Linked DNA regions of Mus musculus: regions 2, 3, 4, 5 and 6 are each linked to region 1. The links are chromatin contacts, called in public HiChIP or PLAC-seq, Micro-C, capture Hi-C and promoter capture Hi-C maps. All regions are on one chromosome and are shown on one strand. The core of a region is the stretch at or near the end of the contact, and the rest is flanking DNA. Distances in the headings are between cores, read along the strand shown. Region 1 holds the start of Npepl1 (aminopeptidase-like 1). Region 2 holds the start of Ctcfl (CCCTC-binding factor (zinc finger protein)-like). Region 3 holds the start of Pmepa1 (prostate transmembrane protein, androgen induced 1). Region 4 has its middle 14 kb from the start of Gm40017. Region 5 has its middle 8.5 kb from the start of Gm30537. Region 6 overlaps Zfp831 (zinc finger protein 831).

What was found. Promoter capture Hi-C pulls out the DNA fragments that hold promoters and counts their contacts. A called contact is a pair of places that touch in the nucleus more often than the background predicts. HiChIP or PLAC-seq counts read pairs in DNA pulled down with a chosen protein or histone mark. Capture Hi-C pulls out chosen DNA fragments and counts their contacts.
Region 2: a capture Hi-C map of embryonic stem cells shows a contact between it and region 1, with 3 times the contacts expected there. The contact joins the promoter of Ctcfl here to the promoter of Npepl1 in region 1. A contact is called at or near these places in 3 of 39 promoter capture datasets (hippocampal neurons, liver and pre-B cells), 3 of 484 Hi-C or Micro-C datasets (B cells, the G1E-ER4 cell line and embryonic stem cells) and 1 of 9 other capture datasets (embryonic stem cells).
Region 3: an HNF4G HiChIP or PLAC-seq map of pancreatic cancer cells shows a contact between it and region 1. The contact joins the promoter of Pmepa1 here to the promoter of Npepl1 in region 1. A contact is called at or near these places in 3 of 39 promoter capture datasets (hippocampal neurons and liver) and 3 of 115 datasets of contacts at active chromatin or transcription factors (cardiomyocytes, embryonic limb bud and pancreatic cancer cells).
Region 4: a contact with region 1 is called in a Micro-C map of palatal mesenchyme, with 2.3 times the contacts expected there. The contact joins the enhancer-like site here to the promoter of Npepl1 in region 1. A contact is called at or near these places in 2 of 39 promoter capture datasets (hippocampal neurons and pre-B cells), 2 of 484 Hi-C or Micro-C datasets (embryonic stem cells and palatal mesenchyme), 7 of 115 datasets of contacts at active chromatin or transcription factors (craniofacial prominence, embryonic limb bud, embryonic midbrain and 3 more) and 1 of 9 other capture datasets (embryonic stem cells).
Region 5: an H3K4me3 HiChIP or PLAC-seq map of craniofacial prominence shows a contact between it and region 1, with 6 times the contacts expected there. The contact joins the enhancer-like site here to the promoter of Npepl1 in region 1. A contact is called at or near these places in 6 of 39 promoter capture datasets (the C10 cell line, embryonic stem cells, frontonasal cranial neural crest and 2 more), 4 of 115 datasets of contacts at active chromatin or transcription factors (craniofacial prominence, embryonic limb bud, large pre-B cells and 1 more) and 2 of 9 other capture datasets (adipose tissue and embryonic stem cells).
Region 6: a promoter capture Hi-C map of liver shows a contact between it and region 1, with 2.4 times the contacts expected there. The contact joins the enhancer-like site here to the promoter of Npepl1 in region 1. A contact is called at or near these places in 4 of 39 promoter capture datasets (the 3T3-L1 cell line, liver and pre-B cells), 3 of 484 Hi-C or Micro-C datasets (LSK cells, embryonic stem cells and palatal mesenchyme), 1 of 115 datasets of contacts at active chromatin or transcription factors (astrocytes) and 2 of 9 other capture datasets (adipose tissue and embryonic stem cells).

Annotation. Positions count from the first base shown.
Region 1 is chr2:174,107,303-174,112,202 of GRCm38.p6, reverse strand. It overlaps Npepl1 (aminopeptidase-like 1), which reads right to left and starts at 1,852. Exons shown (of 12, transcript NM_213733.2): 1 at 1,631-1,852; 2 at 941-1,126; 3 at 419-589. The coding sequence starts at 1,780.
Region 2 is chr2:173,117,319-173,122,218 of GRCm38.p6, reverse strand. It overlaps Ctcfl (CCCTC-binding factor (zinc finger protein)-like), which reads left to right and starts at 2,694. Exons shown (of 11, transcript NM_001355185.1): 1 at 2,694-2,930; 2 at 3,420-3,958; 3 at 4,816-4,900. The coding sequence starts at 3,431. All of the region lies in intron 5 of Gm40011, which reads right to left.
Region 3 is chr2:173,273,802-173,278,701 of GRCm38.p6, reverse strand. It overlaps Pmepa1 (prostate transmembrane protein, androgen induced 1), which reads left to right and starts at 2,169. Exons shown (of 4, transcript NM_022995.3): 1 at 2,169-2,614. The coding sequence starts at 2,518.
Region 4 is chr2:174,901,659-174,906,558 of GRCm38.p6, reverse strand. No RefSeq gene overlaps it. Among named protein-coding and RNA genes, the nearest start is that of Gm40017, 14 kb to the left of the region's middle. Within about 2 kb of position 2,763, at least 14 of the 459 cell types and tissues checked have an H3K27ac peak or open chromatin away from gene starts, as enhancers often do. A contact at or near this core is called in palatal mesenchyme, where this site is marked.
Region 5 is chr2:174,869,386-174,874,285 of GRCm38.p6, reverse strand. No RefSeq gene overlaps it. Among named protein-coding and RNA genes, the nearest start is that of Gm30537, 8.5 kb to the left of the region's middle. Within about 2 kb of position 2,160, at least 43 of the 459 cell types and tissues checked have an H3K27ac peak or open chromatin away from gene starts, as enhancers often do. A contact at or near this core is called in craniofacial prominence, where this site is marked.
Region 6 is chr2:174,671,413-174,676,312 of GRCm38.p6, reverse strand. The region is part of intron 3 of Zfp831 (zinc finger protein 831); the gene reads right to left. Among named protein-coding and RNA genes, the nearest start is that of Zfp831, 30 kb to the right of the region's middle. Within about 2 kb of position 2,387, at least 105 of the 459 cell types and tissues checked have an H3K27ac peak or open chromatin away from gene starts, as enhancers often do. A contact at or near this core is called in adipose tissue and liver, where this site is marked.

The DNA.
Region 1 (4,900 bases), core at 603-3,102:
TCAAGCAACAGCCTTCCTGAAGCCAAAGTGGAGGGACAAGTTGGCCTCTGGCTGCTGGGTGGAAGCCGGGTCAAGGCAACGGAAGGCAACCTAGGTCAGGCACCTCCCTTGCCTGACAGGCTGGCAGTGGTTTTCAGCCTGCCTGAGTTTCCTCTGAGGCTCCAGTGAGACGAAACACATAAAGGTGCTCCCCACCTAACACGTAAAGGTGCTCCCACTGTCACACACAAAAGTGCTCCCCACTTAAGGGGACAACTATGCATAATCAAATCACAGCTGCACCAAACGGAGACCTGAAAATACAACCCAAGACCCTTTTTTGGGATTCCCGAAAAGCACTGTAGCTCTTCCCAGGGGGAGAGAAGAGAAGAGCTCTCCACCTGTGCTCCCAGAAGGCATGTTGCCTCTAGATACCCACTTGCAAGGTGGACACTTCCACTGGGCCATTGTCTTGTCCCACCAGGAAGAACTCCACCATGACTGTCCTCTTCTCTGCGCGCCGGGATGCCCCTGAGCGGTGTGTGAAGAGTGGGAAGGCCCGTGCCAAGGCACAGGCAGAGGCAAAAACCTCAGTCTGTTCGCAGACCATCTGTAGTGAGAGAGAAGCAAGGTGGGGCTGAAGCCACAAAGGGACACCACCAGGACTCTCCCAATAGCAGCTCTACAAACCCAGACGGCTGTGCCCCCCCAGTAACCTGAGGCTGCGTGAGAAAAATGTCTGCCACCAGATGTTGTCCACTCTTTCCCAGACAGATGAGCAGGGCACAGACATAAGCCCAGGCCTCAATAAATCTAGGCTGGCATCTCTGATTTGTCACGCAAACCGATCCGGTGTAAATCACTCGGTGGTTGAAGGGTTAGAATGGGAGATCACACGGGCCAGCCTGCTGTGCTTGAGGTGGGCCACGGGCTGGGGTACACTCACCGGCCCAGCACTCACCAGGATACACCGGTGGGTTCCAGGAGGCAGGCAGGTTCTCACGAGCCTGGTGATGAAGTGGGCTGCGGACGGGCTGTTATGCCGGCTCACCCTAGAAGGCAGAGCTGCCACTGTGGCGCAGTTCAGGTAGAGAGGACAGCTGTCTGTGGGGTTGGGGTTGAGCGTGGCCAGAGCTGCCTGCCAGAGCTGGATTAGAAAGGAGATATGAGACGGACCGGGCTTCAACACGTGTGCTGTGTGGCTAGATGCGCCCTGCGGGCCACGCCTGCTTGTCTAAGGCACCCTAGCCGCTGCCACCAGGCATGTGTGGCTCTCTGGTACCCTACCACCCTCGTGGGACTGCGCCTCGCGCTGGCAAGGCCTGTCTGGGGACCCTCTGCTTCAAACACTTGGAGGCCCGGCTCCTGGGCCCTGGCTAGTGGCCATGGAAGCGGGTCTCGAGGCCAGAGGCCACGCGGAAAGCCGCCACTGGGCCTTCTGCAGGGCCCGGCCCAGAGGCGCGGAAGCAGGTGGCTCGGCCCGGGCAGGCCGGCGACACAGGCCGGGCCTCGCTGCAGCCAGGGCCTTGGGGACAGACGGCTAGGCCTGTCGCGGGCCTGCGCCCTGGGCCCGGCGGGGCGCGCGGGCGAGGCGGGGCCCGTGGCCCAGGGCCTGGGCTTGGCAGGCGCATGGCGGCCGCGGCCCGCTCACCTCCTCGGTGACCCGGGGCTGCAGCTTCCCGCGGACGTGGCTCCAGGGCACGCGGTGCAGGTGTTGCAGCTGGCCCAACAGCAGCAGGGGCCGGCTCTGGGGGTCCGCGTCCCCGGCGCTGGCCTGGAACTGCAGCCCCACGCTCGCCATCTTCCCCCCCACGACCCCGGCCGGGCCGCCCAGCACCCTGCGCCCTGCTCCGGCCCGGCTCGGCGCCGCCCCGGCCCGCCCGGCCTCGGCGCCCCGCCTTCCCCGCCGCCTCCGGGCCGCGCCGCCCTGCAGGGCCCACCCGGGGCGCGAGGGGGCGCCGGCGGAGGCGGGGCGCGGGCCGTACTGCGCCTTCCGGGCCTCCGTTGGGGGGCAAGTGGCGCGCGAGCCCCTGGAAGCGCTCCAGCTCTGGCTACTGCCCTGGCCCGGCTGGCAGTAGGTTCCTGGACTCGAGGAAGCCTCACTTGCCAGGGACAGCCGTGGCTACTGCAGTGGCCTGACAATTAGGCACTCGGATCCCCCCTTTATTCCGCGTAGGCCGCCTCCTCGGCCTAACGCTCGCCAGAAAGGTCACCATTCAGCAGTGGGCGCAAGCTGCCTCTGCACTTTGTCACCTGTGTTGGAGAGGAAAAGACAGCAGTGTTGGGAGCTTATAGGAAGTCATTTGAAAGGAGTCAGCTGCTACCCTACACTGCCCAGGTTTTGACAACTCCAGGCCTGGGGCTAGAGCTCAGTGACCTCCAGTCTTCTTCCTTTTTTTTTTTTCAAGACAGGGTTTCTCTGTGTAGCCCTGGCTGTCCTGGAACTCACTCTGTAGACCAGGCTGGCCTCAAACTTAGAAATTCTCCTGCCTCTGCCTCCCAAGTGGGATTAAAGGGGTGCGCCACCACGCCCGGCTGTGACCTCCAGTCTTATATGTCACTTTTAATCTACATTTCTTCTCTGTTATCAGCCTTTAAAACTAGCAAAACAAGATGGCTGAGCGAGAAAAGACACTTATTGCAGCGCCTGAGGACCAGAGTTCTAGTCCCGTATCTGGAAGGTGCAAACCAGTATCCAAAATGTGTCCATTGACTAAGAGGTTGACTAAGAGGTACCCACTCACACCGACTTAAACACACACACACACACACACACACAGAGAGAGAGAGAGAGAGAGAGAGAGAGAGAGAGAGAGAGAGAGAGAGAGAGAATGAATTAAATAAAACATTAAAAAAAAAAAAAAAACCCTACCAAAGCCAGTTTCATCACATAGCTCTCCATTCCACTGACCCTGCAGGCACCACCCACCTTATGTCCCCACCTACAAGCCATCTATGGTATGGATTTCTTCAGCTTTGGAGGTTCCATCAAACAGCCCAGAGCAGGCCAGCCCTGAAGACGGCAGTAGCTGAATGAGCAGAGGGGATTCCTTTGAAACTCTGGCTTTCCTGACGCAGAAGTCAACACTAATTGGATCTTATTTTCTCGAAAAAGAGTTTTTACAGCAACTGCATGTTTTCACACATTTTGTAAAGGGTACTAAGTGTTCTATCCCGATTCTCTGGTGTTTGCAAATACAGTGTGAGGCACAAGGCACTCAGGAGGGGCCGAGACAACTTGCAATTTTCCTAGAGGGTGGCAGGCTTAAGCTGATCCCTGTGGGAGAAGTACTATGTCCCCAGTCCCCAGGCCAGTCCACAGCAAGATGTCATCTGAAGGAATGACGCTGGGAGGTGGGGCAGGAGTGAGCATGACATAGCCTGCAGCCTATGAGAGCAGGAGCTGGAGCTGCAGGTGCGCAGGTCTCTGCGTATGCTACAGACCACAGAGTATGTTGGGGGGCTTGGGGAGATGACTTGGGAGGTAAAATATTTGCTGTACAGGCCTGAAGATCCCAGCACCTATAAAAAGATGGGCTGTATCCTAGCACTGGGGGGTGGGGACAATCGTCCCTGGAGCTCCATGATCAGCCATTCTTACCCAGTTGGTTAGCTTCAGGTTCGGCGAGAGAGGCTGTCTCAAAAAACGAGGCGGGGCCTTTCAGATGTCTCTATGGATAAAGGCATTTGTCATCTGAGTTCAACTCCCACTTCCCGCATGGGAAGAAGCAGCCCAACTCTGGTAGGTTGTCATCAACCTACAGGTGAGTACTGCGTCCTGCTCAAGCAAACACGCGAACACAAAATGAATATAGAAGTAACTGTAACCGTCTAGCAAAGAAACAAGGTGGAGATTCACTAAAGGAAGACCCCTAGGGCCAACCTTCAGCCTTTATATATGTAAACTCACATGTGCGTGTGCCCACACACATATGAACACACACACACACACACATTCATAGACAATAGGGCCTGCCTATTCAACAAAATCCTCCCCTCTAATGAAGGAAGTAACTTTTTTTTATTACGTATTTTCTTCAATTACATTTCCAATGCTATCCCAAAAGTCCCCCCCCCCCACTCCCCTACCCACCCATTCCCATTTTTTGGCCCTGGCATTCCCCTAGGAAGTAACTTTTGTGAATCATAAACAAAGATGGCTGAGTTGAGCCAACTCAGCAACCATTTATTAAATACTTACTACATACAGAGCAAGAGGGACTGTTGGGTGCTTTGTAATGAGCAGATATTCCTGATCCCTGGTTTCATGCCACCCCCAGACAGAAGAAATTGAAACCACTCAGGACATTCCACTTTGGATGCTTATCAATTTCCTCAAGACAGAACATGTGATGGATCTGAGAAAGTCTGAAGAAACTACTTTCCCTCTCACGACAAGCTTCACGGACACCAACATAAATGAGACAGCAGGGCGTCTTTGTTTAGTTAGATAGATTTTTATGAAGGTATTAACCCACAGCTCAGGATACACCTCCCTGTCAAGGAAAAATTGAACTTCTTGATTTTTTTTTTTTTTTTGAAAAATGAAAGTTTAAAACAAATGGCCAGATCTTGTGACCCAAGCAGCAACTTACAATTGTGATGAATTGGAGCCAATTCCACACCCGACGAGGGTGTGGCTGCAGCTCAGAAGCAGCAGAAGTTCAAAGGCCTCTGAAAGAAAGCAGAGTAAAGTTCTCAGGAGTCCTGAGGTCACATTCTGGGACACAGCTCTAAAACCCCACATTCCCCTAAGGCTGTTTGTCTGCAAGTTTCCTCAATGCCAAGAAGACAAGTGTACGGTTTAGGTATGTTCATCCAGTGGTCATATGTGCATTCATGTATTCATTTTGGTGGGGGGACAGAGCCCCAGGATCTCATCTGGCTGGCCAAGTGCTCTGCCATGAATCATATCCCCACG
Region 2 (4,900 bases), core at 1,445-3,944, 990 kb after region 1:
GAAAAAAGCAAGAACCAAAAAAGAACTTTTTCTGTTTTCACTATGTAGGTTCCAGGGATCAAATTTCCACAGGCAGGCTTGGCAGCAAGCACCTTTTCCTGCTGCGCCATTTTGCCCCCCCCACCCCCACTCCCCAGACATTTAGAAAAAATGGAAGGCAAGCTAAGCCAGGTGGAAAATGCCTGCAATCCTAGCACCAGGGAACTGACACTGGAAGAAAGAGAATTCCAGGCTAGTTTGAACTACATAGCAATCCCAGAACCAGGGAGATTGAAGTAGGATTTAGCACTTTAGGCCAGCCTGGGCTACATGAGATGCTGTCTCAAAACAACAAGCTGAGTGAGCTACAGAGTTCCAGGCTTTCCAGCCTGGGCTACACACACACACAGAGAGAGAGAGAGAGAGAGAGAGAGAGAGAGAGAGAGAGAGAGAGAGAGAGATAGCAGTGAGGTTTTTAATTGTTTTTTTTTTTAATTTTTTTTTTTTTGTCCTACATCAATCTAAAATATATATCCTGAGAAAATCTTCTAGATGCAAAATTACTCATGAAGATACTGGGCAGGTAGTTAGTTATTATTCAAGCAGAAAAGTCACTGAAGTGATTTTTTAAAAAGTTATTATTTTAAAAAGTCTTTCTCTTCCTCAAGGAGGCAGAGAGGACACCAACTTGCAGAACTTCATGACGACCCTGACGGGAAAGCCCATCATTCTTGTGATAGAGCCCAGTAACACCATCGAGAATGTCAAGGTCAAAATTCAAGACGAGGGAGGCATCCCACTGGACCATCCTCACCAGCAAACTTCTGGAGGATGTCACACCCTGTCGGACTACGGCATCCAGGAAGAGTCCACCTTGCACCTCATGCTGCGCCTGAGCAGTGGCACCATCAAACTATCCCTTCGTCAGCTTGCCCAGAAGTATAGCTGTGACAAGATAACCTACCACAAGTGCTACGCACACCTGTACCCTCGTGCAGTCAACTGCCACAAGAAGTGTGACCACACACACAGACACACAAATCTCAGACGTGAGAAGAAAGACAGTGGCCCAAGACTCTTAACTCATGAACGATACGAGAGTTTATGTTAAATTTAATGAGTTCCATTTGTTGCACTATTGATTTTTTTAAAAAAATATTTGCATATATGCTATATTCAAATAAGAGACATAGCTATGAGAAAGTGGGAGGAGAATAGGCTAGAAGTAGAAGCATCCATGGGGACATCACTAACTTCCCTGGCTACAGACAGGAGGGGGATCCACACTCAGGTATTGGGGAATGTGTCTGAATCAAGACTGTTGGAAAACCGGCTAGTTTATTTAATTTTTTTAAAAGCCTGTTCCTCAAACTGTGTGCTGTCCTTTAAGAATTATCCCAACAAACATGTTTCTTCACAACCAGCAAACATGATTACACTACATTTTTGAAATGTGTTAAATGTTGAGAGTTATAAGCCATGCCTTTAAAAAAAAAAAGAAAAAGAAAAAGAAAAGGCAAAACAAAACGCCTAGTCGTGGGATAGCAAGAAAAGATCTCGGACGAGTGGGGGGGATTCCAAGGGAAGAAAAGATCCAGTTGGCCTTTGTGTCTACCACAGTCCCCCCAATTTCCACTCTCATGTTCCATCCACTCCACACACACACACACACACACACACACACACACACACACACACCTGCCCACAAAGAATGCTTCTGCTGAGAACATTATCAAGTGGAAAGAGCTGAAAGAGACCTACAGAGCCCACGGAGGCCTCCTGCCTCCTGCCTCCTGCCTCCTGCCTCCTGCCTCCTGCCTCCTGCCTCCTGCCTCCTGCCTCCTGCCTCCTGCCTCCTGCCTCCTGCCTCCTGCCTCCTGCCTCCTGCCTCCTGCCTCTCCTCTCTGCATCGCTGTCCTGGCTCCACCCACCTGATGGTGCCCTGCAACTGACTGATAGAGGCTGAAGGTAGTTTGAAGATAAACACAAGGTCAAAGACAGCATTTGAAGCCAGTTGATTTTTTTTCCCCAATATTCCAAAACTTCAACAGAACTTTGTTTCCATCAGTCTCCCTTCGGCCTCCCTTGTCCCTTCCGTCTCCCCCTTACAGTTCCTTTACCACTTCTGCACCCACGAGGCTTGTGGGCCTCCAGTTTACATCGCAAGATTCTTCTCAAACCCCATCCTACCCTCCAGCACCCCCTGCACATAGGCCCCCTCGACTCTTGCAGGTCTTTCTCCTGCAGCACTCTTACCTTGCCGGTCCTCCCAGAGTCTCCAGGTCGGTTCCTCTCCACTTCGTCGTCCTTAAGTTACTTCAGCGCCCCTCTGGACCTCTCCTCCACCTTCCTGTCCATCATCCACTGCCATGCCTCCAGTTCCCCCTTCAGGACCACTCCTGTCCATCATCTCCTCCGCAGGACTCCAGCGCCCCCTCTGTCCGTCATCTTCTCCGCAGGACTCCAGCGCCCCCTCAGGACTCCGTCTCTCCCTCTCTGTCCATCATCTCCTCCGGAAAACTCGAGCGCCCCCTCAGGATTCCATCTCTCTTTGTGTGTCCACCATCCCCTCCATGACTCCAGCGCCCCCTCAGGACTCCATCTCTCCCTCTCTGTCCATCATCTGCCCCAGGATTACAGTGCCCCACCCCCAAGACTCCACAACTCTGTCCCTCATCCTTCAGGACTCCACCCACTCCCAGGATTCCATCTTTTCTTCTCTGTCCATCATTCCCCCGAGGACTCCAGCGCCCCCTTGGGGTCCTGGGACCCTTACTCCATTCCTCCATCTCCACCATTTTCCTCTCCTTGGCTCCACCCCTTTCCCGCCAGCACCTGCGCAGGGCTCTGGTAGAGGGAGGTGGTGGCAGCGGCTGCTGCACGAAGAGCAATTTAGCACGAGGTGGCAAGGTGGCGGCCACGCGGTCAACAGTCCAGGCCCTGCCTCTGTGGTGAGGCCCTGGGGTGCCCCTGCCTCCTGGGGAGCACCAGGGAGCATGGGCATGGGTGGGGTGAGGCTGGGCGGGGCAGGACGGGCGGGGCGCCGAGCTTGGGAGGCAGGCATGGAGGCTGGTGGGCCGTGTGCACATGGCTGCCAAGCGCCACGAGGCCAAAGAGAGGTTGCTCTGCCCTAAAAACCTCGCGTGTCCCACAGAGTTGGGGGGCTTACCCCGGCTGTGCTCAGCCCTGAACCATGCCAACGCAAACTACCACCCTTCACCATCCCGAGCCCAGCCTGGGACTTAGAATGTTGGAATATCACCTAAATCCCGTTAGAGATTTTTGCAGGGTATGGGTGTGGGGTTGAGACACGGACTCACTACAGAGTCCAAACTGGCCTGGAATGTTGATCCCATTTTGTGCACCTTGATCAAAGCCCATGTCTACTAGGCCCCAGCACCTCTGCACCCCATAAAGATTGCACGCTCTTTTTCCATCAGGGGTCGTCACCATGGCTGCCGCTGAGGTCCCTGTCCCTTCTGGGTACTTCACCCAGATCAAAGAGCAGAAGTTGAAGCCTGGAGACCTAGAGGAGGAGAAAGAGGAGGACGGGGTACAAAGAGTGGAAGCCCAGGAGGGAGTTGTCAAGGAGGTGGAGGCCGAGAACAGTTGCCTGCTTCTGGAGGCCAGGGCCCCGGTGGAGAGCGACAGGCGGATCCTGACCCTGCAAACGGTGCACCTGGAGTCCCAGGATGTGCACCTACAGGGGCTGGGATGGCTGAGCGTGCCACACTCTGAGGAGCTTTCAGGGACGGTACCAGAGGCGGAAGGCATACTGCAGTTGCCATCCGTGCTGTGGCTCGACCCAGAGCCCCAGCTCAGCCTTCAGCATTGCGTGACGGTCAGCATCCCGGAAGAGCTGTACCCACCAGAGGAGCTGCAGCGGATACATTTTCACCTGCTGAGAGAGAATGTGCTAATGGCCGAGGAGAACCCAGAGTTAACACCAGACTTGGACGAAAGCACAGCCCTGAAAAAGGTACGGTGCATCGTTCTTACACACTGATGCCTTGTGGGATAGAGAAAGCTAAAACTGAGTTTTCTTAGATTGAAGCAGCTTTGGGCGATGTTATGTATAGACGATATGTTTGAAGTTGGAAAATAAAGTACAATAAAATAACAAGACCTTGCCATATATATATATATATATATACATATATATATATATATATATATATATATATATATATATGTATATATATATATATACACACACATACACACATATACACACTCATATATGTATACATATATATGTATATGTATACATGTCTTACCATATATAAATACACATAAATATGTGTGTGTTTAAAGGCTTTTAAAAAGTTGCAGGAAATGATGCTATTAGCATAAGGTACATTGCGTTTTTTAAAAAGAAGTATTATGGCCTGGAGATGTAGTTCAGTCGGTGCTTGCCTGGCATGCACGAAGCCTGGGTTTCATCCCGAGCACCTTATAACCCTGGCTTGGTGGTACCCTGTGATTCTGGCATTCAGGAGGTGGAGGCAGGAGGATTAGATGTTCAGGCTCATTCTCAGATACATGGTGAGTTTGAGACTGGCTCAAGTAGTTGAGACCCTGCCCCCACTCCCCGAAAAAAAAAGCAAACAAAACAAAACAAACAAACAAACAAACGAAAAACCACCACCAACAAAGACAGAGTCCCCACAGAACCCCAGATGCTGAGTCACCGATGGCTTTCCAGCAAGCGTTTGATGCCCATACGTGGTCTCACATGCCGGCTTCCCCTTCTGTGCGCGTAGCTTGCCAGAATGAAGAATTTTATCAAACTGTAACTAACAGCATTGCCTCCACTTGCTCATTTTGACTTATTAGCCCGAAGAAGATGAAAAGGACCAGCTCCCGCCCCAGGGAGAGACAGACAAGAGAGAAGAGAGGTTGCTCCTTCTGGAAATGAAAC
Region 3 (4,900 bases), core at 920-3,419, 830 kb after region 1:
CCATGGATGGACAAGCCAGATCTCCTGTAAGGCCTCTGAAGGACGAGAGCTGCGCCACTGAATTCCTTTGCTAAGGTCCCAGACTCTCACAGTTTGTTGATAGAATAGCAGAACGGATTGCTGGAAGAAGACTGTAGCCATAGCAATCTCTATTGGCCCCATGGGGGTGGGGGGGGGATGGTTTTAAAATATTTTTCCATAAAGGGTAACCTGCTAGGGGCCAGTATTCCACAACACCCCCTACCCCCAACCAAAATCACACACACACACCTACCTTGTAGGAACTTTTATGCAAAGGAATTCAAACCTTTAAATTCCTCCAACTTACAAAATGTTTTTGTAAATCTCCCCCACCTTTTGATTTTGCAAAGCATCCCGCCAACCCCTTCCCAGAACTGAACAGTCCTGATGCAGCTGAGCCTTCCTTTCCTTTGCCAAGATCCATTTAAAACTAGCCAATCTTGAAAGACTGTGAGGCTGGGGCCCCGCACTCGTGGGGAAGAGACACAGTTGCCACCTGCGTTAGAACAAGAACAAATGAATCCCCTGCCCTGTCCTGGCTTTAAGACTGAGCTTATAGCTGGAGCAATGGCTCAACCCTTAACAGTACTTTACTGTTCTTCCAGAGGACCTGGGTTCAGTTTCCAGCACCCTCACGGTGGCTCACAACCATCTGTAACTCCAGTTCCCAGAGGATCGATCAATGGCCTTCTGGCCTTTGACATAAAGGACACACACGTCGCATAGACACGCACAGGCAAAGCATTCATACATATATAAAAAAATAAATATTAAAAACAAAAAGCAAGATTGAGCTGCTATTTCAAACAAATGGACTAAGCACCTTGGAACCTCCCTCTGGGAGGACACTGGGCTCCGCGGTGGCTCCTCCAGGAAGGTCACGGAAGGTTAGGCAGAGGAACCCACTTCCTGGGCTGCTCTGAAAACTATTCTCTCAGCTTCACCTATTCACCAGTCTATTAAAAATAAATAACAAAAACCTGTGAAAGCTTTCCCCTTCTTTAATGACAAGGGACACAGCCCCTTAAAGTCCTTGGATCCCTCGTGGGCAGGGACAGGTACTCCATCAGGCTGTGCAGAACTTAGGCTCCGTCTTCCTGAGCCTTCACCGCTGTGCTTAGCTGAACCGAACACTTTCTCTGGCTGTAAAATGAAGCCAAATAATAATTTGTCTCCCCAAGTTGCTATGGGAGACATTACTATCTGGTGTGCTTCTGGCACACAGTAGGCACGCCAGGCGACTGAAAGTTTAGGAATGGGTCAAGGAGGCGTACTTCATATTTGAGGCTGGCTTTGCGCTAGGGATGGGAGGCCTCTTATGTAACAGTTTAATATCTTTGAAGCCAGAGCACGGGTTCCCATAGCTCTCCAGTAATTAATTAAAACTTAATGAACAAAAAGCACCCTCCCTTGACCCCCTTTTACACTCTGAGCCACACAACCCAGTCGGTGGCCCTTGGGGCGGCAGATAGAGGGTGAGGGTGTGTAACTGCTTGGGTGTCCCATAATAGTAACACACACACACACACACACACACACACACACTCTCACCCCCAGTCCCGGGCACTAATTTACAAGGCAAGGACCAGGGGGCGCTTCTCGGGGCGTGTCTACAGAAATTCCAGTCTATCCAAAAGGCCCAGTTAAAGAGCCGCGCGGGGTTGGGGGTTGCGGAGGGGCTCAGACTAATTCTCAGTCTCCTGAGAAATACAGCTATGGATGGGTCTTTACTCCAGACCCTCCATGCTCTGATCTCCATGCATTAAACTCTTCCAAGGCGCCCCAGAAACCTTATAGTCTTCGGGTGCCCCCAAAAGCCTGGGTGGAGGGCCCCAGGGGCAGGAGTTGGAGAGGAGAACACCTTAACTTTTCGTCTTGATTCTTGTTCTGTGTTGTGACCGCCGCAGGCACGGGGGCTCCCGCGGACCGGGCCTGCGGAGTCTCGAGGGCGCTGGGTCTACGCAGCGCCGGCGACCGGTCTACATGGACGCTAGGCTCGGGCCCTTTAAGAGCCCGCCCCGCGAGCGACGGGCCCGCCCCCCGGGCCGAGGAGGGTGCGGGGGCCGTCGGCGGGGATTGGCGCAGCGCGCGCCCCCTCCGCGGCCCCCGCGCGGTGGGAACCGGCAGCCCCGTCTAGCGCTGACGTCAGACCGTCTGCCTGCCTCCGACCGCGGGCGCGCGGCGCAACCCGATCTCCTTGGACTTGAATGAGGAGCGGGCGGCGGCGCTCAGCTGCGGATCGGCCGGCGCGCAGGCTGAGCCCGGCGGCCCCGTGCCCCGGCCGCCCGCCCGTGCCCCGCACGCCGCCCGCGGCCACGGCCCGCCGCCCCGGGGCTCCCGCTCGGCGGCCGGGGGACCCAGCTCGCCTCGGGGACCTCGGCGGCGCCCCGAGCCCGCGCCGCGCTGCTCGCTGTATGCGGGGCCCGAGCCCCGCGCGCCGGCCGGAGCCGCCCCCGCGCCCCGCGCCTCGCGCCCCGCGCCGCCCGTGACCGCTTGATGGGGGTCAACGGCACCGCCGCCGCCGCCGCCGGGCAGCCCAATGTCTCCTGCGCGTGCAACTGCCAGCGCTCTTTGTTCCCCAGCATGGAGATCAGTGAGTGTGCCCTGTTCCCCCCGGGACAGCCCCGTGGGATCCCCGGCCCGGGACATCGGGATCGCGTGGGGACTCGGGGGCCGCGCGCCTGCCTCGCCCAGGCTCCCCGGTTGCGCTCGCCGCGCCCGGGGCGCGCCCTCCCGGAGGCTCGCGGCAGCTGGCGGCCGGCCCGGCTTTGTCCCGCGGCGCTGCGAGCCTGGCACGGTCCCCGCCGCGCGCGCCCCGCCCGGCCCGACTCGGACCCGGGGCTCGGCGGGGACGTCGCGCCTCTTGGGAGGGCCAGGGGAGCCGGGTCGGGGAAGTTTCCATTCCGTTTTCCCTAGGGGCCGCGGCGATGGAGCAATTAGGCTCTTTATCAACTTTGGGCGGGGGAGCGGGCGGGGGAGACACTGTCTGGCCCGGGAGGTGTCTGGGGCTCCTGGCGTGTGTCTGGAGTGGCCATGGCGATGCGTCCCGGGTTTCCGTGCGTATGTAGAGTGCGCTAGTCTGTCTGTCTGAGTCTCCGCGCGTCTTTTGGTGTCTGTGGTTCAGAGTCGCGGTCTGTGCCGGCCGAGTGCGTGTCCGAGTGTTCCTGCATCTCAGTGTGACTGATTTGCTGTGTGCTCGTGGCGGGGGTTGGGGATATGATCTGGATCCAGCCAGATTTAAGGACCGTTTGTGTTCAGGTGTCTGAATCCAGGGCTCAGCGCTGGCGCGTCTAGCCCACCGCGGATCCCCAGTGTGTGTCATTGTGAATGTCTGTCCCGGACTCCTATAAATAGCCTCTGTCTGGACTGCTTGGCTCACTCTGGCTGGGACGGTGGTTACAAATGAGTCAAAGTTTTGGGGCTGTTTGTGTTGAGACCTCCTTGGAGGTGGTAGACTCAGGGTGGTGAGTGCCCCGTTTGAACCCCATCCTGCACCTCCAGAAGTTGAGATCAGCGAACATCTACTTCCTTGTGTGGCCCACCCAGGTGGCTGTTGGGTTGGGTGGAGAATTGAAACCTCATTCCCTACCATCTGCCTCTAATCTGCGCTCCTCCCCTAACCCACATTTTTGGGGAGGAGGGGGTACCTTTTGCCTTTCTGTTTAGTTTCTCTATCTTACCCCAAAGCACTTAGGGCAAAAGGGTACACAGCCTCCCCCTAACCCAGACAGCGGTCCTCTGTGGAGCCCAGGGGCAACTGCCACAGACCTGGGCAGTCGCTAGGTGACTCATAAGCTGCTTTCTGCAGGCAGCTGCCACAGTTTGCACCCCCGCCCCAGCACCCCGCATGTACAGTAAAGCATCAAGGGTAAAAAATAGCCCACGACCGGGCCCCACCTGAGCAGAGGAAGTAGGTTTGGGTGGTGGGGCCCTTGTGCCGAATTTGACTCACTGTCTCCCAGTCTGGAATTGAAATTGAAAGCCTTGGCGTCACTGAATCCCACTTCTCCCCAGCTGCCTTGCTGCCTGCCCCAAGACAGGAGATGTCAAGAAAACCTGCCAGGAGCCAGTGCCATCAGTCTGTGATCTTTCCTTGGCACCAAACCCTAAGGCTTCCCAGGAGCCCCTGTGCGACGATCAGAGAGGTTCAGGGAATTTACCATCTAGAGGATGTTAGTTTTCTGCACGTGTCTGGGGAGAGGCTGACCCTGCTCTGTGGATTCCTCTCTTCTCTCTCCTGGAAATGCCCTAGGAAACCTCCCGTGGAGGTTCACTTTGTATGACAAAGACCAGTTGGACATTCTGGTCTTGTCTTTTCTCTGAAAAAACAACAAAAGACTTCAATCTTAATTTTGTCCCTTCGTTGAATCAGCTCTAGTACCAGCAAGATGCTGTCAAGTCTGACAGCCTGAGTTCCATCCCTGGAACTCATTCGGAGAAGTAGAGAACAGACTGGTAATTGGCCCTAATGATATCTTGGTTGAAACCAAGATGGCTTGAAGCTCTTGGTGGTAACCGGTATTTGCCCCCATCAACATTGGAATAAGAGGCTCGCCCAGGCTTGGTGCCTGGAAATACCCTGTCACCACCCGTTAGTCCAGGATTGTCCCCACTTTGTGTATGCACAGTCTACTTACTAAAAGAGAGAGTGAAACAGGGAGGGGCTCACTTTAATAATGTAACAGTGTATTGCTAGTGTTCCCTGAAAGTCTGAGTGAAGGAAGCCTTAGGTTGGTGTTTCCTGGAATTTCTTTGTTTCAAAATGTAGGAAGGGGGGTGGGAAGAAAGACCTCAGGCTGTTTTACCTATAGGGAACTCCTGTTAGTACCCGCAGGGGCACTCTCCCTGGGGCTTCTCAGGACACTCTTCTAGAAGGGAC
Region 4 (4,900 bases), core at 1,514-4,013, 790 kb before region 1:
CCCACTGCTGCTGAGGGTGGCTGTGAGCACACACCTGACAATGGTGGCCTGATTGAAATTAGCTCCATTAGAGACCTCATTGTGTGTGCCGCACTCTGTGCACGATGCTTCCTGCCCCAGCCCCCTCCTACACTTCCTCTGATGTGACAGGCAGCACAAAGGATCTCAGAGGTCTGTTTCGAAAGGGACACAGCTGTCTGAGCTTCACAACTACCTCTCTGTAGAATTCACCCTCTCTAGTTCCTACTTAGACACCCCCAGCCTCTGCCCCACTACAGAGCTGGGGCTTGCCCATCTGTTATTCAGACCCCACTCTTTCTTCCATTCCCATTTCCTGAGTACACTGAGCCCCTCGGGACCATCCTCGTGTCCTTTTTGCCCATATCTAGTCCTTTGGGAGATTCAGTGGGCTTTCCCTATAGACAGACCCTCTCTTTTACATACATCAGTCTGCCTCAGCCCATTCCTCAAGGCTCTCAAATCTATTCACCACATAGCCACCAGAGGGAGCAGTTTAAAGACAAAAGGCAGCCTCTTAACTATGCTAACATTCTCTGAAACTGCGGAGGGACATGCTCCTCCAGCCCTCTTCCCAGAAAATGATAAAAAAGATCCTTTCAACTGTAATTACCCTACAGATAAGCAAAAGAGAAGTAATCATTGCACACTGTTTCCTAAGTGTAGCTGTGAATAGAGAGAGCTGGCAGCAACCGAACCATAAACTACATCCCAGCCTTCCCAGTTCAAGGGTCCTTCCTCTGTACTACCAAACCATCTTATATGATTGGCCACAGGCTGGTGAACCCACTCTTTGTGGTACCTGTAGTTTTTCCTTGAAAGGAGCAGGATGGGGGGCTTCAGGGAAGTTGAACAGAGTGCCATCTTCTGTCATAGGCACACTCAAGAGTAGCCATCCCTGAACAAGTTCTGGGAATAACAACATGAAGACGGCCTCTCTACGTCTCTTCAGTTTTTCCTCTGCCTATCCCACATCAGCCCTGGCTGTTGGACATTCCAGGAGCCCTAGGCTACAGCCATATTTGCAGGGGCGAGACACCACCCATCCTATGTTGAAGGTTCCCGTCCCTGTGATAGACAAATATGGGAGACATTTTACCTGTACAGTGAAAAGCAAGAAGCAAAGTCCTCTGCTGGACTGAGTGGGGACACGCTATTGCCGTGTCATTCAGAAGCCAGGAGTGAGGAAGGCAGGCACAGCAGATCCTACCTATGCTGTCTACAGAACATTGCAGCTAAAGGCTGTGTGGGACAGGAGGGCCTCTGCTTCCCAACCTGGTGGTCATCATGGACAGTCTACCCAGCTGAACACTAGTGGTTGCTGCACTTGGTTACAGATGGGTTAGGATGAGCACACAGCCACAAGTCCCACGTGTGTGCGGTCTCACGTGGCCACAGCCACAAGTCCCACGTGTGTGCAGTCTCACGTGGCCTAAGGTGTGTGTAGCACTCACTAGGATCTTAGAGCTTTCAAAGGGGAAGGCAGCTGCTGTCCTCATCCTTCCGAAGGGGCCCTTAACAGCAGAGGTTGGGGTGGGAGGTAGCATTCTTAAACTGTGGAGAAGAAGAAGGCAAAAGGGAAGTTACAGATGTTGGGTGCCTGAGTGAGACTTGGTCATCTTAGCTGAAGGGACTTCACAGGAAGCAGAGAGGAGATAATAGTGTTAGAGGCAAAGGCCTGCCTCACAGTCAGCAAAGACTGGGACCCTGATCCAGGCAAGGAATTGAGCATAGCCCCCGGCATTGGAGCCTTCCCCTGAGGCTCTTCTTAGAAGGGGCTTGACTCTGTGGACACCTGGATTTCAGCCAAGGCCACAGAGAGGCAATAACTGGGACACTAAATCTTGTTCTTAGTACCTGTGACAGACAGAAGATGCGCAGTTGTACATTATCAAAGAAGAAATATAGATTAAAAAACAACACCCAAAGTAAGGAACACCCAGAGCTGAGGGGAGGCTCCTGTCTGCCCTGCCCTTGCCTGGGCTCCCCCAGGCCTGTGGAGCAGAGTTTTGCAGAGGCCATTGAGAGACCTCAGCTCCTTGTAGATGTCACATTGATGACCCTGATTGGAGGGTGGATGGATGAAGTCACATCCGTGCATCCCTGCAGAGTCATATCCATGAGACTGAGTTTCTGGACGGGGTTGGTCTGCCCCTCACCTCTGACTAACACTCGCTGTTACTCTTTTCCTAACAAACACACTGTCACTCCCAGATGGAGGTCTCCGGTTGCTCATGAGAGTCGCCTGGAGAGATTAAAATTTAGATTATCAGTCTGCAAGGGTGGTCAGTAGGGTATAGACACTCTGCCGTTGAATTGACCTTCCTCTGACCCAAGGAGGTGCCCATGACCAAGTGGAGAGTGGCAGGCACCATTGGGCAGAACACTGGGCCTGTGTTCTCATTCTTCAGGACTGATTCCCCACGTTCTTTGACGGAATCTTCTTTTCGGATGCGTATCTTAGGGTACAAGCCAGGCCAGTCAGAGTCAACACTAGGACCCATGGGTACTTGTTCCTTATAAACTACTGTAAAGCCAGACAACCCAAGTCAACTAAGGGCAGCTTTTAAAACTCTTAACTTCATTTAAGGGGAGAAAAAAGAGTTTTGTTGCTGCTGTTGAATTAAAAATGCACACACATACACACCCAACAGAAGGCAGCTGTCCCATTAACCAGCTCCAGATGTGCGGGTCTCTTCACGGCTGCTTGTTCTTGGCAAGATCATCCCTCACTCCTCTTTCCTGTCCCCCACGACAAATGATGCAGACAAAGGGGGCTGGCTTAGCCTGCCGTAGAGGAGAACATGGGCTTCCTTATAACATAGCGCCTGCCATGTTGAGGCTGCCCAGTGTCCCCGGGCCTAGTAGGGCCACAAGTTACCATCCCATCTGGCCGTATCACAGGTATGTCCCTACTCTCCCTGCTCCAGTTGGTACAAGGAGCCCAGGAGCTAGTGAGGGCCCCAGGCCCTCCCCCGAGCTGCAGGGTCTAACGCTGGGACCAGAGGCCCTGGGTGATGGAAGACAGGCAGGCCAGTGATGCTTATTAGAATTTTCTTTCTGACCCCCAGCTTTGAGGCTATCGTTTCTGAGGTCTGCACGGATGATCTGTCTATACAGCTACATGAACAACCTTTGACATAGCTTACGGTTTTCTCCAGTGCAAGGAGATCTAGCAGGGTAAACATTGTCGGAACTAACTTCACTGAGGTCACACTGCTCTGTCCCCACCGTCTGTTCCTAGCTGTTTTGAAGTGGTGACTTGGGGTCCAACCTCAGTACCTGGAAATTCCCATGTTTGCTTGGCAAGTCTATTTCTGTTTATCCACAGTAGATGGAACAACAGACATGGTAAGTGATGCTGCCAAAGGAGTTACCACTAGAGAAGCTTGCCCCTCTCTATATACTTGCACTTGTGTATGTCACACACACACACACACAGAGAGAGAGAGAGAGAGAGAGAGAGAGAGAGAGAGAGAGAGAGAGACTTATGGTAAGTAGCCCAGGCTAACCTTGAACTTACCCTGTTCAAGGCTTTTCTCAAACTCCTAACCTTCCTTTCTCCACCTTTCCAGCGTTGTGGTTAGGAGGCCTGTGTACACCAGTGCACCCAGCTCACAGCTTCCTTCTTCTTCCCACCCATCTTGCAGTCCTGGGGATTGAACTTGGGGCCTCATGAATGCTATGTAATAAGTGCTAGTGTAATAAGTGTAAGGCTATGTAATAAATGTAATAAGTGCTATGTAAATCACCGAAGCTCCCCACTAGCTCCCTCACCCCCAGCAACTGTTAGCTGCTCACATTGTAGGGAAAAGGAGAGACTCCCTGGGCCTGGTGGACCTCATGAGTCCTCCCATTTTCAACAAGGGAAGGTTAACAAGGCTTCATCTACAGAGGGTCTTGTTTGAGTGATCACAGCAGCTCTGATGTATGGACGTGTCCAACCCAATGAAACAGCCACATGACACTTAGCTCTGCTGCTCCTTGTTGTAGGACCCTGGAGAAGGCTTTTTCCTCCCCTGACCTCAGTTTCCCTATCTGTTAAATGGGCACAAAAACTGGCCCAATGCAAAAAGCCAACATATGAGAGCATTGAACGACACCATATGAGGTAAGATGCTGGATGTGAGCAGATGTTTCATAGACATATGACGGCCCACTGGCTGGCCATGCGCGGCCAGAGGTGAGCCCGCCCACAGGGCTGCAGCTCAGTCAGAGCCTTGGTTTAGAACCGTATTCTTCCACTTCCAGTGTTTTGCCTTAGTTTTTGAATCTGCAACATGGGCACTATACTGCCTCTTCCTTGCATGAAGTCGAGGAAGGATGGCACACCACTCCCCAGCCACAAGCAGTCTGGGTACCAGATTTTAGGCCAAGAGTGCTTGGGGCGTTGCTGAGCGAGGAAAGGGAGAGGCAGAACCGCCCGCAGTTACTCCTGTTGCTGCTGCGCTGCCTTTCGGGTTCTGCGTGGTGTAACAGAGCGTGACTCACCCCTGTTTTCATTCACGAGTTCAGGCACCCACTTTAAATAGACTTCACTTGGGATCTACCCTGGGATAATTACTTAATGTGCCATCTAATCGGAGATCTAATTAACGCAGGCGTTCTCTGACAGCCATCACGGAGCGCAGAAAGCAGGTAGGCGCAAGGCTGTCACCTGGATCCTTGAGGAGGTGTCTGAGGCCTGGGAGCAACCCCGGAGCAGCAGAGAAAGGCTACAGAGCACTAGCACCCTCACCCTGTGACTTTCGAGGCGACACAGGAACAAGGGGTACAGGCTCTGGAGGCCTGACCCCTGCTGCTGACCCGGAAGGGCAGTGTTTAGTGCTTGCATTGCTATGGTGGGGTGGGACCGCGATGGCGGGCCAGTGCCTTCTCTGAG
Region 5 (4,900 bases), core at 911-3,410, 760 kb before region 1:
GATAAAAGACTGTCTTGACTGTACCTTTTGTGTCAATCGAAAGGGCTTGCCTCTGGCGTGCCATTGATTCTGAAGACAATGAAAAGTGAGCTTCCAGGAGGGCCGAAGTGTCTAATGCCTTACTGAGGGTGCCATCATATGTTAAAAAAGAAAAAATCGCCAACCAAGATTTGTGAACTGCATTGCCCAAGTGTTATATCTTAAGTAAAATGTCAGCTAAATTAGGGGGGTGGGGGAAGGAATACACAAGTCATGGTCTGAGAAAGGGACCGGACGGGAGTGATGTGGTGGAACTGTCTTGGAAGGAATGAAAATATGCTAAAGAGACACAAGTCCCTCCTTTGGCTACAGTGGTACAAGACTATCACGACTACCAAGACAATGGATCCCAAGAAATTGGAATTGCCCAGGAACTTGATGCTTGGAAAACACTGAAGCCTGTGCCAGCCAGAGAGAGACCTTGTCTCCTGGAAAGAGATTTCACACAGGTCTGACAGCGTGTCAGACCATCTTACAGAACATAGTAAAGCCCAGAGAGTGACGGGTCAGTGATGAGTGGGGCCTGAGACAGTGATGGGTCAGTGGTTCACGCGGCCACAGCTAGAACAGGACTGCTAAACTGTGCAGGCCTCGTGCCTTCTTCTATTTAAAGTTAAATCTTATGTCAGGACTCCACAGATGGACTTAGGGGTCACTAGGACTCTATTTATCTTCCCAATGTAGTTGTACTGAATAAATCACATTTCCCCCGCCCCCTGGTTCTTACTAGGTGTTTAATTGGCCTGTAGGGAATGGGTAGCATAACCTGGCCTTTTTGGGGGATGTCAGGCCCCAAACTCTGACTCTAGCTCCCGCAACAGGAAGAAATAGAAGAAGAATCCCAGAGGCACAGACCACATGCGGTACCGTAGTCATACTGGGCTACAAATGACACAGTTAGGTTCAGTGAAGTCATGGGCTTCTATACAATAGTCAACCGTTCAAGGAGAGGCACCAGCACCAACAACGACTTCTTCCAAGGCAGGAGAGACAGCTCAGTGGCTAAGAGCACTGGCTGTTCCGGTACAAGACTCAAGATTTGATTCCCAGCACCCACACAGTGGCTCATATCATGCTCTGTTAGCTCAGTTCCAGAGACTCTGTTGCTCTCTCCTGGCCTTCACAGGCTGCTGAATGCACATGGGGTACACATACCCAGGTGTGTGTGTTTGTGTATAAAATAAACAAATAGGTGTGTGTGTTTTTTTTTTTTTTAAAGAGTGTGTTCTTTCAAGCAAGGAGTTCTGTACTTGTCCATGAAGTCACAGGGTCATTCATTCTCCCACTGTTCTCAAAGCCAAGAAGGGACTTGTTGTATTCCCTAACCCCCTCCCCCATTTAATTTCAGCCTAATGTAATTGCTCGTTGCTATGGTTGGAGGTTGCTGCAATTTGTACTTGTATTAAATGCAAATTAACCCACTTATTGAGCCATCTCTTGCCTTTCAAGGGCCTGTGAGGGTGTCTGTCTTTCTGTAGCCTGGGGATTGACTCGAGCATGGCACGCTGGTCTGTGCTCACTGAACTTCTAACTTAGGCTTCCTTGAGTTGGCCTCCAGCTTTTGAGAAAGTACCGCGTGCAACTTTGGGGTCCTCCTGAGAAGGGCCGCTGACATTACTCTTGGCCAGAGTTGCCTTTCCAGGAGGGGAAGTCTTTGGGTTTCTCCCAAATGGTTCACGATGAGGTTTCGAGGCCTCTGAATGCAGCATCTGCTTGGGGGTGATCAGCTCCATGTGTTGGGATGCAGAAACCAAGGTGCTGCTGGCAGCCTCAGGACCCAGACGCAGAATAACATGGCCATGCCTAACCCTGGAGCCCTCCGGCATGCAGGGGAGGATTTGGCTGGCATGTCCATGCTAAGAATGAGCACCAGGAGATGGTTCTAACAATCGCAGGCAGTCTGCAGCCACCAACGCTGCCAGCACCTCCACCTCACCTGACGGCCTCCTTCCATTCTCTCTGAGTATCCAGCACTGGAGTGAATGAGGGCCACAGCTCTCAGCAATGAGGTCTCAGGAAAGAACAAAGCTGTTGTCTGTTTGCAGCCTAAGGTCAGCCCTAGATGACAGGCTCCTAGCATTCCTGCAGCTGTAGCCCACATACCCTTCCAGTATCTTGAAGCACACCAGGCTGCCTGCAACTCCAGCTTTTCCTGGAACTGATTCAGTTAATTGACGGCCCTAATCAGCGCTGTCTCAGGGGAACAAAAATCAAATTACAGTTGGGCCTAGGGCCTAACAAGCCCTGCTTTTGGGGGGGGGCACACAGCAGATGATCTCTTCCCTAGGGGGATTACTGAAGCGGTCAGCATGGGAGCCTCACCCTAGGACCAGTGTTTAGGGCCTTGAGATCTTGGCAACTGCAAACCCCAAAGCTGGCACACACACACACACACACACACACACACACACACACACACACACCCCGCTCCAGAACATATTTCATGGTAGAACATTCTGAAAAGACTTCACTAATCTTGCTTCCAATTATTCGTGATTTTACACACACATCCACAGGCACCACAAATTACTGTAATTTGTCCTCTGTTTTCTTATAATGTTTTAGCTTGCATTTGGAGACACATCTGTTTTGCTTAGTTAGCTGTGATGACTTAAACTTTATGACGAGGGAGTGCCTCGAAGCTTCCTAGTTGAAGTAATAGAACCTTCTAGAATGTAATCAAACATCTACTTATTCTACTTGGGCTGTTTTATGTTGATCTTTTATAGACTAGACATTTAGAGGCGTTAAGGAAAGTAGGCAGGCCTGGCACGAGGTCCCAAGGGACCGGTGGGTGTGCCCCAGCAATAAGGCCAGTCAGTCACTCTGGTACAGAATGAAACACAGTTTTGAGGAACTTAGCCTGGGTTCCTACCCCAGGCCGACACGGGGTGGGGGTGGGGAGCCAATGGACGGTGGGGGTGCCAGTGCCCAGCTCCAGCCAGCAAGCCTCCAGCCCCCACTAAGACCACTATACGTGCTCAGCTCCTTCAGGCGGAGACAAACCACATTGACAGAAAATAAATGTCAAAGCGAGAAAGAAAGAATACATCTGCCTTTTCTCACCAAAGCAGCTAATAGGAATTATGAAACAATCTAACGGTTTAATAATTAGATCCAGGGCACATGCGGTCTTCATTATGACAGCAAACACTTTTTAGTAACATGAGGGAGAACATGAAACTTAAAATAATTCTCGATAATTTAATTAAGGCCGTGCTTTCCCTTGGGAGCTGCCTTGCCAGAGAGGGGCAGATGAGAGGTGCAGATAACTCAGAAGCAGGTGCTGACACCTGCAAACACAGTGCCAGGGTGCCCATGGGAGCCAGGGGCACACACCCCTATCTGTTGTTCTTGTTTTGTTTGGAGGAGGAGAAATACACACTGGTACCCAAATGTGCTAATTTCACAAACCCAGCGGTGGCTGAGCAGGTCAGAACCCATAAACATTTTCCATTATCCCACCGCGCGCGCGAGGACTTGTATTCTTGCACTTCAGCTCTTTTGAGGTCATTGGACCATCCGTTAATTCTGAGGTTCCATGAAGCGAAATTAGTTTAATTTAGCTCAAATTTAAATTGGAAAACGTGCACCATGGTAAGGGCAGAAGAGGCTGCGAAAAGGCCAGCCCTTCTCCAGGAATGCATTTGTCCCTTCTTGCCTGTCCCCTACCTCAGAATAAGCCACCGCCATGCCCTTCCCTCCCTCTCTTTTCCCTTCTTTCTCCCTTCCTCACAGACCATTCTCCACCAGCAGGGGGTGCTCTTTTGAAAATGGATTCCTGATTGGCCTCCAGTTCAGCATTGTCTTTGACCCTGCAGGCCTCTGAGCCCTGGCACGGACCCTCCCACCCGAATCTTCTGTCCCCTGCTCTTTCTCTCTTGAGATACAAGGTTTGTTGTTGCTCTCTCTCTCTGATGGAGTGTCCCCAACTTCTGAGCATTTGTAGCAGTGGTCCCCTTGTCTGCTGGCCCAGTGCTACCCCACCCCCACAGCAGCTTTTCTTAACTGACCAGCTAGAGCACTGGCTAGTGGCCCTACAGCATCCTGGGCTGTTTGAGCCTGGGTGACCCTTGTGTCCCTTCATGTTCTCTGCAGTGTTCTTTCCAACCTGTCTCCCTAGAGGGACCTCGCCTCCATGGACAGGAGTTGTAACCCAGAATCAGCCAGGGCCAACGGAGCTGGTAAGCTAGTGGACAGAGCTATTCAGGTCTTGTTCAGGAGAAGGGGGTGCAGTTGGCAAGGTAAGGTTGCTAAGAGGAAATCATTACATCCCTGGCTTTTAGTGGGGCTGTAGAGACTGTGAAAGATGCAGCCATTCTCCCTTTGTATCCCCACCTGGTCCTCCACCTTTCCCCCATTTTCTTCCGACTTGCCCACCCTCCATGTTGCTTCCATTGGCCAACCCAACAGGAAACCTAACAAGAGAAGACATGGGAAGGACCAAATGGGGCTTCCAGATGGAGGACTGTGGCAAGGTGAGGGTGGGCATCGGATTCTGCAGATACCACACACAGTTACGCAAATTAGGTAAGGAAAACAGGAACCTTGGAGGATTTGGGGCACCTGATTCTCAACACAGGTAGAGTTGGGAGGTAGAGGCAGGAGGATGAGAAGTTCTAAGTTAGCCTTTGTTCCGTAGCAGGTTTGAGGTCACCCTGGGCTACTTGAGACCCTGTCGCAAATGAAATCAGTATCCTCGGTTGATTCCCTGCAGTGGACACGGTCTGGGGACTTGGTCCAGATATCCCTGAATCTTTGTCCCATCTCTACCCAGAGAACCTTGGGGTTGCCCTGCACACGTGACTGAGGACCCTGTTGAAGGATTTGGGTTCCCTGAGGAGCTGACGTTGCAAACTGG
Region 6 (4,900 bases), core at 1,138-3,637, 560 kb before region 1:
ACCCAGAAGCAACTGTAAAAGGAGAACAATCGCTTCCAGATGAAAACATATACCACCTTTCTCACTTGAGCCATGAACGTGTGAGCTTGTGAGAGTCAAAAGCATAGTCTATTTAACCCACTTTAGCAGAGGTAGATGCAGACATGTCTTTGGTTCTCTATGGTCTCCACTGCAACGTTCAACGTTTTAGGATACAAGGAAGACACAACGGGATTTTAGATTGCCCTTTCAGAAACAATGGGTAAAGCCTGGTGGGTGGCAACTATGATGCAGGAGGAGTTCCGTACGTTTGAGGCAGCCTGGGCTATGTAGCCAGATCTTTCGTGGAGAGAGAAAACAGGAAAGGTACGATTAGAAGCCACAACAGCTCCCCAGGAAATAGCTAGTGGACAAAGTAGGAATGCCCGTGTGTTCTGCTAAAGCAACAGGGTGCTATACTGGAGTCCACCACTAGAGGCATCAGAACACCAGGCTCTACCGTCAGAAGGGCAGGAAGAAGCCTAGGCTGGGTCAGGGCAAGGGGGTTTGGGAGATACGGGATACCCAGAAATTCCATCTTGGGAAAGATGCCCCCAAATCACAAATGTAACTTTGGATGCAAGTGACAAACTCGAAATGGACCCGGTTCAGTGAGAAGCTGGGAAGAAAGGACACATACCTATCAGGAGGGGACGGGTACAGACCTTTCTGGGATAAGAATAGAAAGCCCACCTCCCCCAAGTGCCACCACATTCCCCACGGGACTTCTAGGGAGTTGGGGGTGTGGAGAAGCAGCTGTCTTCCTATAGTCTCCAGGACCAGAAGGGAGAAAGAAAAGGAATTTTCCCCTCAAATCCAACCGGTGAGTCCCAAAAGAGGATACAGACAAACTGCGTTTGGCATTTGGCTCTCCTAAGCCAGATGCTGAATGTGTGGGTGTTAGATGACAAAGAGAAACGGCAGTGAGCCCCCCCCCCCTTAATAAAGATCTCTGACAGTAGTGTGTGTGTGTGTGTGTGTGAGAGAGAGAGAGAGACAGAGAGAGAGACAGAGAGAGAGAGAGACAGAGAGAGAGAGACAGAGACAGAGACAGAGAGAGAGAGAGAGAGAGAGAGAGAGAGAGAGAGAGTTTGAATTACCATCATGTAAACACTGGAAGATCTATTTACTGTCAAATTCTAGATTTTTCTCATAGAGACCAGAGCTGGCTTTCTCCCTGTATAGGAGCTAAGATTACCCGGATGATAGTTTGGTTTTTGCATTTGTTTTGTTTTGTTTTGTTTTGTTTTGTTTTGTTTTGTTTTGTTGGGTTTTGTCCTTCCTTCCTTCCTTCCTTCCTTCCTTCCTTCCTTCCTTCCTTCCTTCCTTCCTTCCTCCCTCCCTCCCTCCCTCCCTCCCTCTTTCTTTCTCTCTCAGTTCTGAAGCAAAGCTCAGTCCTTAGCAGCAGGACTCAGGTGTGAGGGACCAGAGAATCTGAGTGCCGCATGCTACTGCCTCTTCTGGGCAGGCTGCAGCGCCCGCTCCTCTGTCTCTGATTTACATTTGTTTTTCTGAACGGCTTTTTTTTTCTTTTTCTTTTTCTTTCTTTCTTTCCTTCCATGTGCTTCCTAAAAACACGGTTCTGAGGGAGAGCTGGGGTGTTTTGAAGTTGGGAGGGTGGTTGCTGACCATATCCACGTTCCTTCTCACAGGGACCCTCACCCCATCCCCCGGTCTTCTCTTTTCCCATCTCTCACCCTGCTCTCTGCAATGCTCAGCTTCTCTGGGTCTCAGCCTCCTACGAGGCCCCTGCCTATACTCCTGTCCTTATTCCTCTGGGGGTCATCATTCTTCCTTCAGTACATCTGGGTGGCATTTACGTGAAAGCAGCAAAAAGGAACAAACAAGCAAGGGTCGCCTGCGTGCTCAGACTGTAAGCTTCGCCTGCTCTGCAGGGGTCCAGCCGAGGCTGGCAGTACAAACCCTGCTGGCGATTAGCCTGCTCCTGGTTTAGCCATTTGAACTTCAAAAAATATAAACTAAGACCCAGCAAGGTGTCCGGGTTCGGAGCAGACCCGGGGTGCAGTGGAGGGGGTCCAATCACCCGCCGGGGATCAGGTCCTGCCAGGTCCTGGGCAGCCTGCAGCTCCTGCTGCAGTCGGCGCTGGCTATTCCTCGCAGGCAGCTGTAGGGGGCGCCGTTGAAGCTTGGTAGACGATTTTCCAGCAAATACAGAGTCATGCTTCGCTTTTTTTTTTTTCCCCCGGATAATAAATCCACAGAGCTTGTTTTTAACCCCCACCAGAGGTTAAAGTAGTTTCATAAAAAGTTTTTGGTAAATTCATGGGTAACTTTTTGAGGTTATGTGAGGTTGTTGTCAAAAAAATAAAAAGAAAGGGAAAGAGAAAAACAGCTTTTAGCTGTTGTTCCCTCTCTGCTCATGTAAGACCAGAGTCACAGGAGGGCGGATGGGAGGGGGATTGGAGCTTGGTGTTTTTCCAGAACAGTCCATGCACAGCCGCAGCTCCCTAGTCCCCCCGGAAGCCTAGCGATGGGGCTGGGGGTCGTGGGTGGCTGCGTAGGGTCTGCTCTGCACCCCAGCCTGCAGCCACCTGCCAGACAGCTGCCCCCGAGTTCCTGCCGGCGCCGGGGATGCAGTGCTGCAGTCTTCTCGATTTTTCTACAGCTCCCAGCCCGCAGACCCCTGCCCAAAGCGAGTCAGGGTGTAGAGAGAGCTGGTCGGGGGTCTTTGCATGCATTTCCCGAGTGGCAGTCAGAGTAGGGGTTAAACGGATTAAGAAGTTTATCCAATTGATAGGGAAGGAGACTGGAGGAGGCAGAGGGAAACAGCGCAGTTAAGGGAGGGGGCGTCGCACATTAACTATGATTCAGAGACTCAAATGCACCGAGTTCGTTTTTCATCTGCCTTTAGCTAGAAGAGAAAAATAAGGAAATTATAGAAAATTGAGACGCTAACATCCCTAAGAGCACTGTGCGCCCGGGGGTGCTTTAATGAACACTTAATAATTTCAAATGTTCGTGCTCAGAGGTGGCTTTGTCCGTCTCCAGCATGTCAGGTGCCTCGTAGCCATCAAAAGCTAATGCCTTTGGGCTGGGACAAAAAAAACAAAAAACAAAACAAAACTGAAAGTTAAAAACAAACAAACAAACAACATTTTAAGAGTTTTAGCAGAGAGGGGGCTATCTAGGAACCTATCTTTTCATCCACTATGAACTTGGGCACGACTCCCTGCCAGTGAGGATGGGGAGGTGGGTAACCTTGGCAGCCACCTCTGACCCCAAAGGCCATATCGAAACTCAGGTGAGGAAAAACATTTGGCGGAAACCCTCAAATGCGGAAGCAGGAAGCTGCTTGTTGTTGGAGCTGATTCTCTGAGCTCCCTGCCAGCATCCAAGGTTGAGGTGAAGGCCAACAGGAGAGGGGAACCTTGTCTGGAGGTTGGGGACCTTAAGCAGAGCACCAGTGACTTTTTGAGCTCCCTCTGGAACATCCATCAGAGATGTACATGAAGCATAAATACCCTAGCCTTCTCTGTGTCGCACTAGGGACCCAGTCCCTGGCAGCGGAATGAGACTCCACAACTTCTGGCTCACTCCTGTGGCCTAAAGACATCTTCTCTAGATGTGGGGTGAAAACGGTAGCGCCCCCTACTGTTTGCTACCCTGGTCACACGCTACAGAGTACTGTCATTTTGTAACAGCTCTCTGCCAAGACCTCGCTCCCTGTTGGACCTAGAGGATCCTGTGATGTGGGCCTCTCAGCAACGCCCCCCTCCCCTTGGAATGAGTCAGGACTTTCTAGACAGAAGCCAGATTAGACACTAGCCATACTCCATTTTACAGATGAAGGCCTGGGGCAAAAAGAGACAGATGTCCCTCGACTTAAAAACAAATGAATTCTAAGTCCACAAATGAAATTACTGGTTTCTATAACACCCCCGCTTCACAGGAAGCTGGGAGACCGAGGACAGCGGCTTCAGCGTCTCAGGTGCGCTGAGTCCAAGGCAAAGCAGAGCGTGAGAGCAGATGCTATGGCAAAAACAACTTCCATCAAAACAACCTTGCTCTCAGCTCCCAGCCAGATGTGGACACCTAACCCCTCTTGATGCAAAGGGATTAGGAAAAGGTTAGGCAGGTGGCAAAGGGCCATTAGCATCAGAATCAAACCTTTCCCATGACATCATTAGGGGGCTTAAAGGACTGAACAGCAAAGCCCCTTCTCCTTGGGATTCTGTCACCTAAGGTTGGTGGCGGATCACCTGTCTCCTCCAGAAGACTCGCTGTTTCGGACATTTTGTGTCTCAGATTTCTGCTAACACCTTAGTTAGAATTAATCCTAAAGGTTCTAACCAAAAGGGTCAATTGGGAATTGAGGGGTGTGGTGGTGGGGTGGATGAGAGGGAGGGGCCAATGGGGTGAGAGCGATGTTGAGGGCTCACAGCTCACCCTACCCTATTTTCTACTCTCATTTGGTTGCCCGGCCTAGCATTTCACAAGAGAAATTTCTAGAACAAAATTCAGGCTTCATTTGTAGTTCCCCTGGGAAGGGTGGTTTGCGGAAAGGCTTTCTTTCAGAAAGAGACGCATCCTCAAGATCTGGCCCCCTCCCGTCTCCATGAATACCTGCTTGTTCTTTTCAAGTAGCCCCATCTCCACTGACCTGGTCATTAGCACCGGTGGCACTTTTGCCTTTTCGATTTCTGGGGGTCGGGGTGGGGGAGTTCAAACTTCTGAACTGGTTATGGTATGGGACTCGGTAGGTAGAGCACCTGCCTGGCACGCACAAAGCCCTGGGTTCAATCCCAAGCACAGCACAAACACAGCATGATGGTTCATTCTGCATGTGGAAACAGGAAGATCAGAGGTTCAAAGTCGTCCTGGCATATGTAGGAAGTTCAAGGCCTGTCTGGGTTACATGAGA